4 separate regions of the Sus scrofa genome follow, and all the other regions are linked to region 3. Evidence: chromatin contacts called from public HiChIP or PLAC-seq data. All regions are on one chromosome and are shown on one strand. Each heading gives the region's core, a stretch centred on a gene start, on an enhancer-like site or on the middle of the called end of the contact. The rest is flanking DNA. Distances are from core to core; before and after follow the strand shown. Region 1 overlaps LOC110257260 (a long non-coding RNA gene). Region 2 overlaps LOC106506502 (a long non-coding RNA gene). Region 3 overlaps LOC102159433 (a long non-coding RNA gene). Region 4 overlaps LOC106506502 (a long non-coding RNA gene).

Region 1 (3,525 bases), core at 415-2,914, 210 kb before region 3:
TGTTACTGCTTAAGAGAGGAAGTGAGTCAAGGTCTTGGCTCCACGTATGAATAGAGAGGCAGCTCTGTCCCAGGAATTTGGGAAGACCCTAAAGGACATTAACCCCTCTTTGCACAATTTTGCCTCCATACAGTCTCTGTGGGCCTTAGATCCTCCCCAACCTCACTTAGCTGATTGAAAAGTTCTGCTGCTGAGAGAAAATGTGGAGAAGCATGGCTGGTGGTTTCCCTCAACTTTGGGAAATGCCAAGCCCTCTCAGCTTAGAGGGATTCGAGTGTAACTTTTTTGCTGACATTCTGATATTCTCAAGGTGTTTTTTTTTTTTTTTTTTTTTTTTTTTTCAGCTGAGGTTGTGGCAGGCATGAAGAAATTCCTGCATTAGGGATAGAACATGTGCCACAGACAGTGGATCCTTAACATGACAACATGGACCCTTAACTGCCAGGCTATCAGGGAACTCCCCCTCTCAAGTCCTTATGTTAAGAATTGGGCAGGACACTGAGGGATGGGGAGCAGGAAAAGGAGAGCTGAAGGCTTTCCCTGAAGCCAGTCTTCAGGGGTTCAGCCAAGTTGGAATCCTTTGGAAAATGAGTTCCCTCTTGGCAGAGAAAAAAAGCCCATCTTTTCTTAGATTTCCATCAACAATAAACTTCTCTGTCATCTCAAGGAAAATGGATCACTTGGCACTTCAGAGATTTTACCTGAAGGAAGATAATTTCTTGACATTTTTTATGCTTTAAGAGCTAAAAGCTATTTTGCAGCTATAAAATTGATAATGTATTCATCTCCCAGAGCAATGAATTTTTCATCTTAACATTGAGCCTAGACCAAAACTGTGTCCTCTAGAGGTCACCAGTGCACCAGATTTGAAGGCCATGGAGGCCTCCAAAACACTGAGGAAGGGCCAAGGGGGTCCCACTCATATCTGAGGCAGGAGAAAATACTGCAAATAAATTATCACAGCAGCTGCAGGTAGTCTCTCAAGAAATAGGAAATCTTGTTCCAAATAGAGCCTTTTTATTGATTTTTCTTGGTTTATTTTGGCTCTCCTCTGTACCCATCTAACTGGAGGAAACCCTTAGAATGGTTAAATGCTTCCTCATCCAAAGGCTTAATTTTGGCACTCAGGGAAGACATATTTCTGCATGGGAGAAACACTGATGTGGAAATTAACTCCTTTAGCCTGCCTTAAATGAGTGTTACTGTCAGTGGTGCTCTGGCTCAGGAGGAAAGACTCTCCTCATCACGCTGTCTTCAGAGGGCATGGGTGAAAAGCATGGGAGGCAGCCCCTTAATTAACTGTTATATAATCCCCGCATTGCTTTACATGGGAGAACACCAGCTCCAGTACTTATATCTCTGCAGATAAATCAGAAACTGCACTGAAAGGGATCATGGTGGTAGTCAAAACAGACCTCTCCTTTGGAAAATCTATCAGCCAAGAAGACGGCAATCTGGAGGTCCTCATGGGACTTTTCTTAGCTGGTTTGCCTAGTTCATTTTTCTTATGCTTTAATCTCTTGTGAAGTGAATTGTCTCCCTCGGAGAAAACTTGCTTTGAGAACAATATGGTGCCTTGGCCTCTGGATTGAACCAGGGAGTAAGCCACATGCTGACGAGAGCCTGGGACATGTTGTGGCATAACCTGCTGCCTGCGGCCTGCGTTGCTCAAGCTGTGACCTGGGAGTCACCACCAGTGGATCACAGCATTGTTCCTGCTGCTCTGGCTGCTCTCCAAGGAAAGGAATTCCTCCATCAAGACTTTCCCAGGGTCCAGGCACTTGCCAGCAGCTGACCCATCAGGAAATCGCCTCTCCCTTCTTCCTTCCCACATTCCTTCCTGAGCATTCCCAGCCCAAGGTGTGGCCAACCCTCAGATGATCTGCGGCTGTTGATTGACAAGAAAACAAAACCTTCCTCTAGATAAGGAACATCACAGAGCTATAGGAAATCTATTTGTTCTGGGTGGAGCTTGCTTTCTTTCTCTTTTTGTTTTTTTTTCCTCAAGGTCTACATTGCTGACTGTGTAGTTTCTTATCATTTCTTTAGGATGCAGGGAACAGTCAGTCGTTAAACAATGAGCTGTGTTTGGTTAACTTTATTGATAATTCACAAAGAAGTAAAACACTTTGTTCTAGAGAGTTAATGGTGATCTTTCTCAGGGCTATGATATATTTTTCTTTAGCACAACAAAGGACAAAGGCAAGTTTTCATTACAATTCAATCTGAACTGTGTTCTTTAAATGTCTGGTGCCCCTTTAAATGCTGCAGAGATGTGGGAGTTGTGCAAAGGTTGTCACCTGTCGGTCATTCTGGAGAATCCTTCAGCATAGCTGATATCCTAGGAGAATTGCAGAGTATCAGGCCATGTTTAAGCTCAATCAGGTTGAGAATAGTTCCACTAGCCTCCTGTCAATGTGGGGGCAGACATAGAGCTTTCCTAGCACTCTACAGTTTTATTGTGGGTTCCAGTTGTATGACTGTGAGGAAGTCTTTCATCTCAGTGCTCTTATTTGTAGAATAAAAGCATTGGACATGATCAGCTCCACTAAGGTCCATTTTGAAAATGTCTACTCAGAGACTAAGGCTGTTTAGTCAAGGGCCAGTTAGACCTTAGCAAGTATGTTAGTCTCTCAGGGCTGTTGTAATAGCATCCTAAAAACTGGGTGACTTAAAAAAAAACAAATTTTCTCACAGTTCTGGAAGCTAGACATCCAGAGTCAAGGTGTCAGGAGTGCCATGCTCTCTGATGGCTCCAGGGGAGAAGTCTTCTTTGCCTCATTTATCATCTGCTGTTTCCTGACACTCCTTGGCTTATAGATGTATCACTCCAGTCCTATCGCCGCCTTCTCTCTGTGTGTCTCCTCAGGTGTGAGGGGCAGTGTCTGGGTCCAAATTTCCTCATTTATAAGGACATCAGTCATACTGGATTAAGGCCCACTGTACTTTTATAAAGACCCTATTTCCTAATATGGTCACACTCTGAGATACTAAGAGTTTCAGACTTTCACATGTCTTTTGGTGGGGAGGTGAGAATTCAACTCAGAACAGCAAGCAACTAGATGTCTCTGCTGTGTATCTTCTCTTTGACCTCTAGGTCCATTCTTCATGTAACTTTGTGCCCTGAGGTGCCTGCATGGGTCACACCAGGGACCCCTTTGTCCTCTGGCTGTCAGTTAGTCAGTGGCAAGGGATAGGATGTGAGGGAAGAGTGGGATGGCACTTGGGTATTTATTCCCCTGAGGATGGGAGGCTATTAGCACATCTGGCTGTGCCCTGTAAGGAGACCCTATCCATGTAGATTTCTTTATATCTGGGGACACTTAAGAGCTTCTGCAAAACTTGAGGCTTAAGATCAGTACTTCTTTCTCCCTCCCCAACCTCCCACCCTGCTTAGGTTTCCCTACCCTTACTTTAACAATGTTCCGATATTCTTAATTAAACCTTCTTCACACTATCCACTTTGAGTGGGCCATCTGTTTTCTGCAAGGATCTTAATTGTCTACACTCTTATTGACTGCATTG
Region 2 (3,459 bases), core at 76-2,575, 210 kb after region 3:
GCTGAGGGTGCTTCCTAAGCAAAACTTGGCATCTTCTGATAATGCAGACACAGAAATATAAGAATCAAATGATCCCCAAATTGAGGCCAAGATTCTCTTAGAGATGCTTCTGAGTTAGTAATTATTTGATTAAATGCAGTGTCCCCTCCAAACTGCAAAATTCATGAGCAAGGCTGCCTAGATATGCCCCTCACTGAATTTTTGACGTCTCGTACAGTGAACTGAGATGCTTGATGAATCACTGAATGAGGAAACAAATGGACAGAAGTAAATGTTAGCCTCCCAATCACTTCTCTCTCATGCCTTCATTGTACATACTGAAGCCACCAAAATAAAAATAATAATGGTAATAAAAGACATATCTGATTTGAGATTCTCAAGTAAAATAAACCCTTCATGAACATCAATGCCAATGAGTGTTACATGTGTTTTAAATAGCAAATACTAAAGCATGGAACTTGGAGCAATGACTGCTGGCCAAGATTTCGTCAAGCTGTGTTTCATTTGGTTAAACCAAGCTAATCACAATGTCTGTTTTGTTGAGCATACTGGTCAGCATGGAAAATGTTTCCCTTGGCAGCATCTCTGGCCTTCTTGAGAATTTGATCCCTACACAAATTTCTGCCATTTAGGTTAGTGATGCTTCCAAGAATTTTAACTTTAAAGGAATCTTGAAATCACACTGTTCTCAATCATGAAGATCCCTATTTACATTCTACAGATGTCAAGAAGGTTAAAATACCACTTCCATGACTGATCACTTTGCATTAAGTTGTTCTTGACACAGATTTTCTTAATAACTCCTACCATCTGAATTTGTCTTTAAGTACCTTTCTCCACCTCCCCTTACAAATCTCTCCTTCTTCCTTCCCCTTTCCCTCCCTTTCCTCTCAAGCTGAGGTCTCCCAGTCTCAAAGAAAACAAATCATAAATATTTGCATTTCAAATTAGAACTCTAAACAATGGAACTGAAAAATCCAGGTTTGTTAGCCAGCCTGATAGTAAAATGTCCCTATTTGCAAACTGTTAGGGGGGTGGATTTGGGCTTTCTTTGCTTGTCTGAAATCATATTTCACAGCAGAAAAATATGCTAAGCACTAAAAAAAAAAAAGTTTGGTTATCTTGATTTCAATTTCTCCTGAACTGATGCTTTCCTCCCCTTAGCCTGGCAGCGAGGGTGAGAATTCTATTCATTAAGAGCAGTTTCCAGTCTGGAAAGAAGAAACCCTTTGACTTTATGAAGGCCCCTCCAGGGCATTACACTCTGTCTTGATGGTGTTGGCCATTAATTCTGCATCTCTGTGTCAAGTGAGGGAGTTTAGCAGCTCCACCAGGCTTCCCCTGCGTCACTCTTGCAACCTGTTTCCTGATCACCTTGGCCTCTGCGGGAACCCAGTTAAGCATTTGGCAGTTCTCCACCCCTGTGGATGCGGATGTCTCTTTAACAACTTCCCCCACTCTCCTCCCCATCCACCCATGCAGTGAGCAAAGGTGCAAAGATGACCTCTGATTTTCCCACAGGGGTTTAGCTACATACATATAGGCTGAATCTGGCACAGGCTTGAATTCATTTTCCATGACAACTACAGGTTTAAAATAAGAAGTAAAAGGACACCTTTCTGACCATTGTTTAACTATTACATGCTTTGGAAACAATATACAATAATTAGTTAGGCCCTCTTAATCAGCGCTTTCTATTTCTGCCAGGATCACTAGACTTTGAGAATGTCTCGGGGGTTGTTTGATATTGATACCAGAATAAGAATTCCCTGTGGGTGCTTATTCTGAAAGGATAGATCTAGTATATATTCTATATAATATAATAAAATATTTTAGTATTTTTTAACATTGGCTTAATCCTCAGAAAACCAGGGAGGCATACTTTTGGGCCCCACTAGAGTCAAGGCCTGGGATACTGACAGGTCGAGATAATCATCAGTACCTCCTTACCAAAAGTCTGACTGTATTTCTAGCTAAGATTGGGAAGGCATTTTATTTATTTTCACAGTAAATGGTACACAATAATTGAAATTCAAGAAGACAAAGTTTGCTTTGAAGCATGTGGCTGTTGACTGTTAGAGTTTGCAAGTCATAGGAGACATGCCACTGTTGTTCACAAATATTGCCCTACCTCTTATTATCCCTCCAATGGAAAACTGATAAACCCTGTTGCTGGCTCAGCCATGGAAGCAGCACATGGAAAGTCTGAGAAAGAGACAACCCGTTTCCATTTCTGAAACCAGCCATAGACTCTTCTTTTAAGAATATCTAAATAGCAGTTAGCCACATTTAACTAACTTCGATGCCTCAGAATGCTTCACGATGTAAAGGCTGAAATGTTCTAAAGTTTGTTTGCTTGTTTTTGGTAAATAATCCTCCTCCCATATTATCATAAAGATAACTCAGTCATCTCCTTCTTCAGGAATCCTGAAACTCAATTGTCTTCCTCAGGCTGGGCAGAAATACAGCTGAAGCATATTTGTTCAACTATACCTTTTCATTGAAGTATAAATTTGTGCACAATTTAGTAAAAAGTTGCAAGGAAAAAAGCTATGAAAAAGAAGTTAGTGATGTATAAGAATTCTGTGCTGAGATAGTCTGTAAAACTTCCCTGTTATTCTGCTGAGAATAGCATCATTTTTTTTCCTCGTGGCTAAAAAGGGAAGCAAAACATTTCCTTGCAGCTTTTTATATTAGGACATAAAATGACAGCTTCAATTTTCACACAATGAGAGGATTCCAAAATAAAAGGCAATTTTTTTTTTTTTTTTTGCAAAATGCATCATAATTTCAAGAGGCTTGCTCCTATCCTGGGTAGAAAAGGAGATAAGGTGACTGCTGGATCTGTGATTATTTTTATTAAATCCTTCTACAAATTAAAAATACATCCTTCAGAAAATGAATTGTAAATGATTTTTAACATCACAAAAGCCAAACTGTGTACTATGCATAAGACTATCCAAACTTGGAGCAAAGTAACTTCACTTCCAGGGGGAAATATTGATAGAAAAATATTTCCTTCAAAAAGGAGTTATCAAAAAGTAAAACACATTCCCACAGCAGCATATCGTTAATTTTAGGTTCAAATATAAAAACGAAATTGATGGTGGGAACGCTGGCCTTAAAAAACTATTATAAAAAAGGTTTTTCATGTCTGTCTATTCGGAACTAAATATATAGTCTTCATACATAAATTTTCTGAAAGGATTCTGTGACTTCCCTATTTTCATACCTTTGATTAGACTTTCAAAGTTTTCTGTGACTGTGAAGAAATTTTAGTACATTTAAAGAAGATTCAGTTCACCTAAATAAACACATTTATGTTTACGCATAATAAGAATAATACAGTTTGTTGCCTCTTCACTAAAGGATGAAGTGGGAGGAAGGGAAGTTGGCAGAGGTTAGGAGATCAGGTATTATTTCTTTTCTTCTTAAAAGGGATCAGCATTTTGAAATCAA
Region 3 (3,358 bases), core at 538-3,037:
TTCTGTTTCTTCATCTATAAAATAGGTGCCCGAAAGCTTACCTTAGAGAATTTCAACAATTGCATTTTTCTTATGATACCCATAACATGTCTCCTCTACATTCTTATTTAGTGGAAACTGTGTGTTTAAAGCCACAAGAAAAGAGGCAAGACAGCAAAAAGCACAAGCTGTGGGGAAGGGTAGAGTTGCATTTCACCAAAATAAATCCCTATTCAGGATGTGACCCATTCAGGATGTTTAGTAAAGAGTTGGCTTCTATACAGATAATTTGGCAAGTTAATCTAACCAACCAAACAAAATTGCAATGTAATTATTCATTGTGGTTTAATCAACTGAAGCCACTAAAACTTAGAACTAGAGCATTTCTTTAAAAGCATCTAATTCATACTCTTTATTTAAAATGTGGAAAAAAATTCTCAGGCAGGCAAGTGGTTTTCACAGGACTCAATGACCCCTAAGTGGTAGTTTCAACCCCAGATCCCAGTTGCTGACTCTCAATTCACTTTTTCTCTCTGCCTATGACAATACAGAAAGAAAACTGAGTTTACAAACATTAAATATTGTTTTTAGAATTATGGTCTTTTATGTTGCTAGCAGCCACATAGCCTATTTAAGAAAAACATCAAATTGTCTCTAGTTTTTAGATACACATACTCATGGAAAAAGCCCCATGGATTAGACTGTCTAACTTTCTGAAACTAAATTTTCAAATTCCTGCTAGGGTTTATTTATTGGTTTGTCTGTTTGAGGAGCTAATCCTCTTTCAGAAGTATATTTCCCTAAGCCTAAATCATGCCCCCTCATGGATATAAAGAAGGTATAAGGTTTCCTTTTTAGATTTGGTTTCTTTGGCAAAACGGTCAAGGTCTCACAATGTCAGAGAATTACCCGATAGCAGCTATGAGCTTCTAAGAGACTGAGGGATCAATTTGAGTTTGGGGTAATTCATTCTTAGTAACTGTCTTTTATTCCCACTTCAACCTTTTCCTCCTCCATTTGTCCAACCCTCCAGCTTCAAATCCAATGGATTTGCCCTTGCAACTTAAATCAAATAGCTGTCCTCTACTTTAAATGTGCTTAAGTTTTTTGCTCAAATGGGGAGGTAAAAGCCTTTTAAACGATCATCAAAAAGCTCCAGCCCAACTTCCTCTGAACTTCTTTTAATCACACATCTGGTCTCATTAAATCTTATCTATGACAAAAGACACTGCCCAACATTTCCTCTCCAGCTGAGGCTTTGGCTCAAGACCCTCCAAAGAACTAACTCTTTGGAGTCTGGGCCAAGATGCAGACTCGGCAATAGTCAAAGCCACGGCAAGGACAGAGAGCTGATGAGTCCTGGGTCACCGGGGCTTTCTCCAGCAGGAAGCCAGAGCTCCTGTGATGACATGCACGCAGGATTTATAAGGTGGGGAGGCTGAACCAGCACTGTGTGAAGGACACAGATGATGTCACAAATGCTTAAGGGGCTGGGCTCTGCCTCTGGCAGCCTTGGCTGAAATACACGTGTGCTTGGAAGTTGTCAGCATTTGAGACGTGGGTAAACTCAAGCCAGTGGAGTTTACTGGTAAACTCTCTTCATTTCATCTCTCTTCATTCACGTAGTCGTGCTTTCTTAGATGGATTTTGACACATGTTGGAAACAAGTGGATAGAAAAAAGGGACTCTCAGATTATTGAATATCCATTGTGTGGACTGCAAAGGTTTGTTGTTTCCTTGACCTTGTGCACACCCTGTTCAGCTGTCCCTCTGGGACTTGTTCCATGGCACACAGTGTGTGACTGTCATCTGGCACTGGAGGCTGCTTTTGCAATAAAGTGCCTGGTCCATTGTTCACACTGTGTGAATATAAGGTGGTGGTCAGCAATCTTTTGCTCTGATGAGAGCATTCTGGCTTGCCTGGTAGCCAAATCTTATTGGATTTAGTCTGAAATGACTCTTTAGCAAGAATTACCTTTTTGGTTTAAGAATATAAGACCTATATAGGAGTGAGTCTAAAGTTTCTCTCTGTGTGTAGAGATATACTGTTTTACATAAACTTAGTACATAGTACATGCTCCTGGATATTATTTCCTAGAGTTCTATGCTCCAGGAAATTTTGAACCTTCAATTAGGAAGTACAAACTATTACCTGATTTGTCACTTATCACTTTATTTATTATTAAGCATACCCAAGGTTATAACAATAGAGCTAGTTTCTCTAAAACAAAGACACATTCTAAACCACACAAAGATGGCATCTTACAGTCCTTTAATCACAGGCCATACCTCTTATGCATGTATATTTGCCCATGAAGACTCTTTGACCAAAAAAGTGCCTCCCAGACAGTGAGAAAGTGTTTAAATTTAAAGATATCTCATGCTATTTCTGGTATGACTCATTTTTTTTTCTTCTGGAGAAGTAGGTGTAGAAGACAGCCAGAGAGGAAAAGCATTGGCTGAAAAGGCTAGAGTCATGCTGTAACTTTTTCAGAAAAACCATGAAGGGATATGCCTGGTTGAAGTGAAAAATCAGAAACAAAAAGGAGGTGAATTGTGAGGTCTCATATTTGCTAGGAGACTGACAAGTATATCTGGGTGGTTGTTTGGCTGCCTCTGCCAATATCAACTTTTTTCTGCCCAGCATCTCTTGATTCTTGAAGTTTGGATCTATGTCATTTCAGGGAGTTGGCTGTACTTTTGCTCCAGGGAAGCATCATATGGTGGACTAAGGCCATCAGGGCATTCAGGCCCTTGGCTTGGAGTGATTGAACCAGTACTGGGCAAGTGACCTCAGCTGCCACAGAACTTTTCCTGGGGTGCTGATAAAGATACAGCTCACAGAACTGTTGGCAGCTATCTCAGGACCATAAGGCCAGGTCCTGCCCAAATAAAATAATACAAAAGAACTGCAGCTAAAAAGAAGAAAACCTGAATATTTGTTATGTAATTTAAGCCCCTAGGTTAAGTAGCACTTGGAAGTCACTCTTCTTCTGGGGACTTTTTGGGCCCACAAATCAGCAGATACCCTAGCTAGGTTTTCTGATTCCCACAAGTGAAGGCATCTTAATGAACCATTGAGTAGGTCTGCATGAGAACCCTGAATTCTGTCCCCCATCCCCAGCTCTGACTTGGTTACTATCCTGACCACACAGAGATGTCCAGCTGCCAGAGCTCAGCTGGCTAGAATCCTTCCCAGAGGTCAGAGTGCCGTGGATAGCAGAGTGCCTAGCAGAGGCCACCATGGATGTGCTGCTGCACAAATAGCAGAGAGAGCAATGTGCTTGTGTCCCTGGGGCCAGACAGACTGCTGGGCCCATCTGCAGGATGGGAACAGCCAGAAGAGAAAACTCAGTGAGATGCTAATGAAGAGCTAGAG
Region 4 (3,455 bases), core at 609-3,108, 190 kb after region 3:
TAGAGTCCAGACCTGGAAATGTTGCATATCAGTCCCCCCGCATTCATTGTCCAGAAAACCAAAACCTTCTCCATCAGCAGAGGGATGGGTTAATGTAGTTGAGCTATTTCTAAAAAGAGAAAAAAGCCAAAATTCTCTCACAGAAAGAAAGTAAAAGTTCAGGAGGAAAAAGGGAAGGGAAAATTAAAATAAAGGGAGAAGTTGAGGAAGCACTGAGATGTCTGCCCCCTCTGGGGTCCCTCTTACCTAAGGCTTCTCTTACCCTAGATTATCACATAGCTGAAGAATGGAATGCGTGTATAACTATGGAACATGTGCATAAAGATGTACACACATATACGTGTCAGTTCCAGTCTTCATCTGTGTGTGTGTGTATATAGGGCAGAGATGGGGTCAGGTATGAAAAAGAGCATAAGATATTTAAAAATACATTTACATAAGCTATATATTTCCTTTTCACACTGATTTCTTGTCATATTCAAATTATTTGGGCTTTGCACTGCATACACATCTGCAAACAGGCCATTTCCTTTCACTGTCTTTTCCTTAGGGGCACAGAATGTGTTTTCCATCTATTCCAGTTAGAAAAAAAAAAAAAAAAGTAACACATTCTAATCTGTTTTCATCCCACCTCTTTATCTTTTTTCCCTTATCTTCCAGCCAACTGCTACTATTTGTTTAAAGATCTAGGCAAATTCTCTCAGCAACTTGTACTTATTTCTATGACAGCACTTTTGAATGGTAATTATTTTGTTTGTGTCCTTGGCTCCCTTGCTGAAGAGTTTCCTGAAGATCAGCTCTTCTTGTACATTCAGCGCTTCACAGAGCCCCCTGTATATAAGAGTGAGTGTGTCCATATAAACTACTGACCAAACAGGGACATTTTGGAGTGAAGGGGTGAGGCACTAATGATTATGTGAAATAGTAGGAGGAAACCAGAGCTATCTCTGGAAAATAGAGACATTCTATAGATATATGTTGAACAAGAATATACACTCTATTTTAGCAATGCTTTTTTTTTTTTTAATCTGATTTTGCTTCATCTTGTATCCCCATTTCTCAAAACCATGACTGGCATCTAGTTTGTGTACAATAGAGATTTGTTAACTAGATGAAGGACTGGAAGAAAACAAAATAGGTGGCAGTTCTACAAGTCCCAGTCTAAAAACCCTTTCACCATTTTTTTCTCACTTTTTCACCCAGTGTGCACCTTCAATAGCTTTGCCTAATGCGGTAGACCTCCATACTGTTTTTCCATACCTCTACCAGGACACAAAGCTTCCCCTCAGATACATCATGGCACTAAATTCTTAAAATAGGAAACTAACTTGCTGCAGCAACCAAGCTATTTTGATTCAGAGATTTCGTCAAAGTGATTGAGGTATCATCACATTAGATTCAAGTCCCCAGGCCAAGAGTTTTCTTTAAACCATCCTGACATTTCTCCCCTCCTAGATGTGGGCACAGGAGCAGTGGGAAGCAAAGTAAATTTCTGTCCCAGAAGCAGCTGTGCTAGAGAGGGATGACGTAGTGTGGCACAAGGGACATTTGAGGCCATTATAATCAGAGGAAGAAGGGGAGGGGCTGATGGGGTTGGGAAGGACTCTACTGTATTCAACTGAGTCATCACCCCAAAGAATCTGAGGCCAGAAACTAGAGACGGTGTATTTGGGGGAGTGGGGGCTGGTGAGGGTAAGGACGAGCTGGCTTAGAGTCTTTTGGAAACATCATGGAGGGCTTTGGTGAAGCCACTCAAGAATCGTGGGATGGGTTATTTTTCAGGTCAAGGTTAGGAAGGTCTTGGAGCTGAGGCCACTTGCCCAAGCAGGAAACCCCTCCTGGGAAGTGCACATCCTCCCCTTTCTGGGCGGTTGTGACGCAGCAGCGGCGCAATCTTCCATGCCCTAATTAGCGCTCTTGGTGTGACAAGGGAGGCTCCCGTTCTCAGGTTTCCTTTCTGTGTTGTTCTACAGATGGTTTCACGGGAGGACCACAAACTCAGCTCCTCTTCAATTTTGTTGAAGAATATCAGTAAATTGCAATTGTTCAGAATCAAAATTTCATAAACTTGGCTGCAGACTAGTTGTGATGCAAAAACAATCGCAAAAGGTTTTGCCTTATTGCTTTATTGACACAGCCTTCCTGTCCCCACATCTTGCTTCCTCTCAGGAAAGTGGGACGTGTTGGATGATTTCCCAGCTTCTATTTGGAGAGGAAGTCTGCAGGTTTTCCACCATCCAGCCCCCGCCAATCTCCCCTCGCCTAGGAACACCTGCAACCAAAGGCTATGCCCGGGCTCTTTTGTGCATTTGCAGCTATCAAAATAAATGAGCCATCTTGGATGGGGAAATTACATCTCTTTTCAGAGTAACTGCATTCCCCACTCCCCATGTATGCACAAAGACACATGTGCCCTGATGTTATGCACATTGCCTATGACTAGAATTACAAGTCAGGCATTTTGCATCCCAAACCAGTGTCAACAAATATCTCTACAGACCTTCTAAAAGACCTCATGTACTGGCAGCTTCTCCTTGGTGCATCCCATTTGTTTTGCACTGGGTAAATTCTTCAGCTCACATAATAATGGAAAACAGGAGAACTGCCTGCCTCTTGTCTTCAGACTTATCACTAATGCAATGCTAATAATTCTTCCTGGGTACAAGTCCTTTTCTCAGACACTCATTCACTCCCATCCCAGGCACCTGTCTCAGAAGCCAGCATTCTACAGAGAAACTGGGCTCCTTGCCCACTTCCCCATCCTCCTAGGCCTCTACAGTTGGTGCCGACACCAGGGAGCTTATGACAGCTTTATGCTCAACCTGAGACTCAACTTGGGGTTTGAGAGTATGCTGTTTTTTAGATGGATGCTCATCTATTGCTAATTATTTGCAACCCTGGCTTTGAAAATGGAAATAGTCATTTGAAATTCCTTTGATGTAAAAACAACAAAGAACACAAATCCACAGGCCAAAAGACTGATCCTGAGATGCAAGGCTCCCTGCCACCTCACTACCACTCAGATGTGTCTGCTTGGGGCTTGTAGCTGTGCTGGCAATGGTGGCAGGAGAGGTGTAAGTGTGAGGATAATAGGCCTGTGTGTGTGAAGGCAGATTGTTCCATGGTACAGAACCTAGCTCCATTCTGGAATTTTCTTAGGCACCTGGGCTGGGTTTGATGAGACCAAGAATGTGGTATGCGGCCACCCTTTCACTGACTTCCTCACACACCAGAAGGGACCCCAAACCGAAAGTGACCATATCCTGTTTCATCAGTCACTCTCCAAGGTCTGGTCACTTCCTTTAAAGGGAGTCAGTGTTAGGAGATCAAAACCTTCAGATAACACTTATCCCAACAGTCCTTTTCTGCTCAGATTGACTTTATAGAAATACAGACCTCAGCATCCATCTCCTCTGAATCAGACTGAAGTTTTTAGTCTTTTTTCAAAATACTCT

What was found. HiChIP or PLAC-seq counts read pairs in DNA pulled down with a chosen protein or histone mark.
Region 1: a contact with region 3 is called in an H3K27ac HiChIP or PLAC-seq map of skeletal muscle, with 10 times the contacts expected there. The contact joins two enhancer-like sites. A contact is called at or near these places in 12 of 47 Hi-C or Micro-C datasets (alveolar macrophages, brain, embryonic fibroblasts and 8 more) and 1 of 2 datasets of contacts at active chromatin or transcription factors (skeletal muscle).
Region 2: a contact with region 3 is called in an H3K27ac HiChIP or PLAC-seq map of skeletal muscle. The contact joins two enhancer-like sites. A contact is called at or near these places in 2 of 47 Hi-C or Micro-C datasets (both in liver) and 1 of 2 datasets of contacts at active chromatin or transcription factors (skeletal muscle).
Region 4: an H3K27ac HiChIP or PLAC-seq map of skeletal muscle shows a contact between it and region 3, with 7 times the contacts expected there. The contact joins two enhancer-like sites. A contact is called at or near these places in 2 of 47 Hi-C or Micro-C datasets (both in liver) and 1 of 2 datasets of contacts at active chromatin or transcription factors (skeletal muscle).

What each region holds. Positions count from the first base shown.
Region 1 is chr16:36,743,832-36,747,356 of Sscrofa11.1, forward strand. The region is part of intron 2 of LOC110257260 (a long non-coding RNA gene); the gene reads left to right. Among named protein-coding and RNA genes, the nearest start is that of MIR9799, 6.8 kb to the left of the region's middle. Within about 2 kb of position 1,665, at least 23 of the 83 cell types and tissues checked have an H3K27ac peak or open chromatin away from gene starts, as enhancers often do. A contact at or near this core is called in skeletal muscle, where this site is marked.
Region 2 is chr16:37,160,891-37,164,349 of Sscrofa11.1, forward strand. All of the region lies in intron 1 of LOC106506502 (a long non-coding RNA gene), which reads right to left. Among named protein-coding and RNA genes, the nearest start is that of PLK2, 140 kb to the right of the region's middle. Within about 2 kb of position 1,326, at least 4 of the 83 cell types and tissues checked have an H3K27ac peak or open chromatin away from gene starts, as enhancers often do. A contact at or near this core is called in skeletal muscle, where this site is marked.
Region 3 is chr16:36,952,199-36,955,556 of Sscrofa11.1, forward strand. All of the region lies in intron 6 of LOC102159433 (a long non-coding RNA gene), which reads left to right. Among named protein-coding and RNA genes, the nearest start is that of MIR9799, 220 kb to the left of the region's middle. Within about 2 kb of position 1,788, at least 10 of the 83 cell types and tissues checked have an H3K27ac peak or open chromatin away from gene starts, as enhancers often do. A contact at or near this core is called in liver and skeletal muscle, where this site is marked.
Region 4 is chr16:37,139,938-37,143,392 of Sscrofa11.1, forward strand. The region is part of intron 3 of LOC106506502 (a long non-coding RNA gene); the gene reads right to left. Among named protein-coding and RNA genes, the nearest start is that of PLK2, 160 kb to the right of the region's middle. Within about 2 kb of position 1,859, at least 7 of the 83 cell types and tissues checked have an H3K27ac peak or open chromatin away from gene starts, as enhancers often do. A contact at or near this core is called in liver and skeletal muscle, where this site is marked.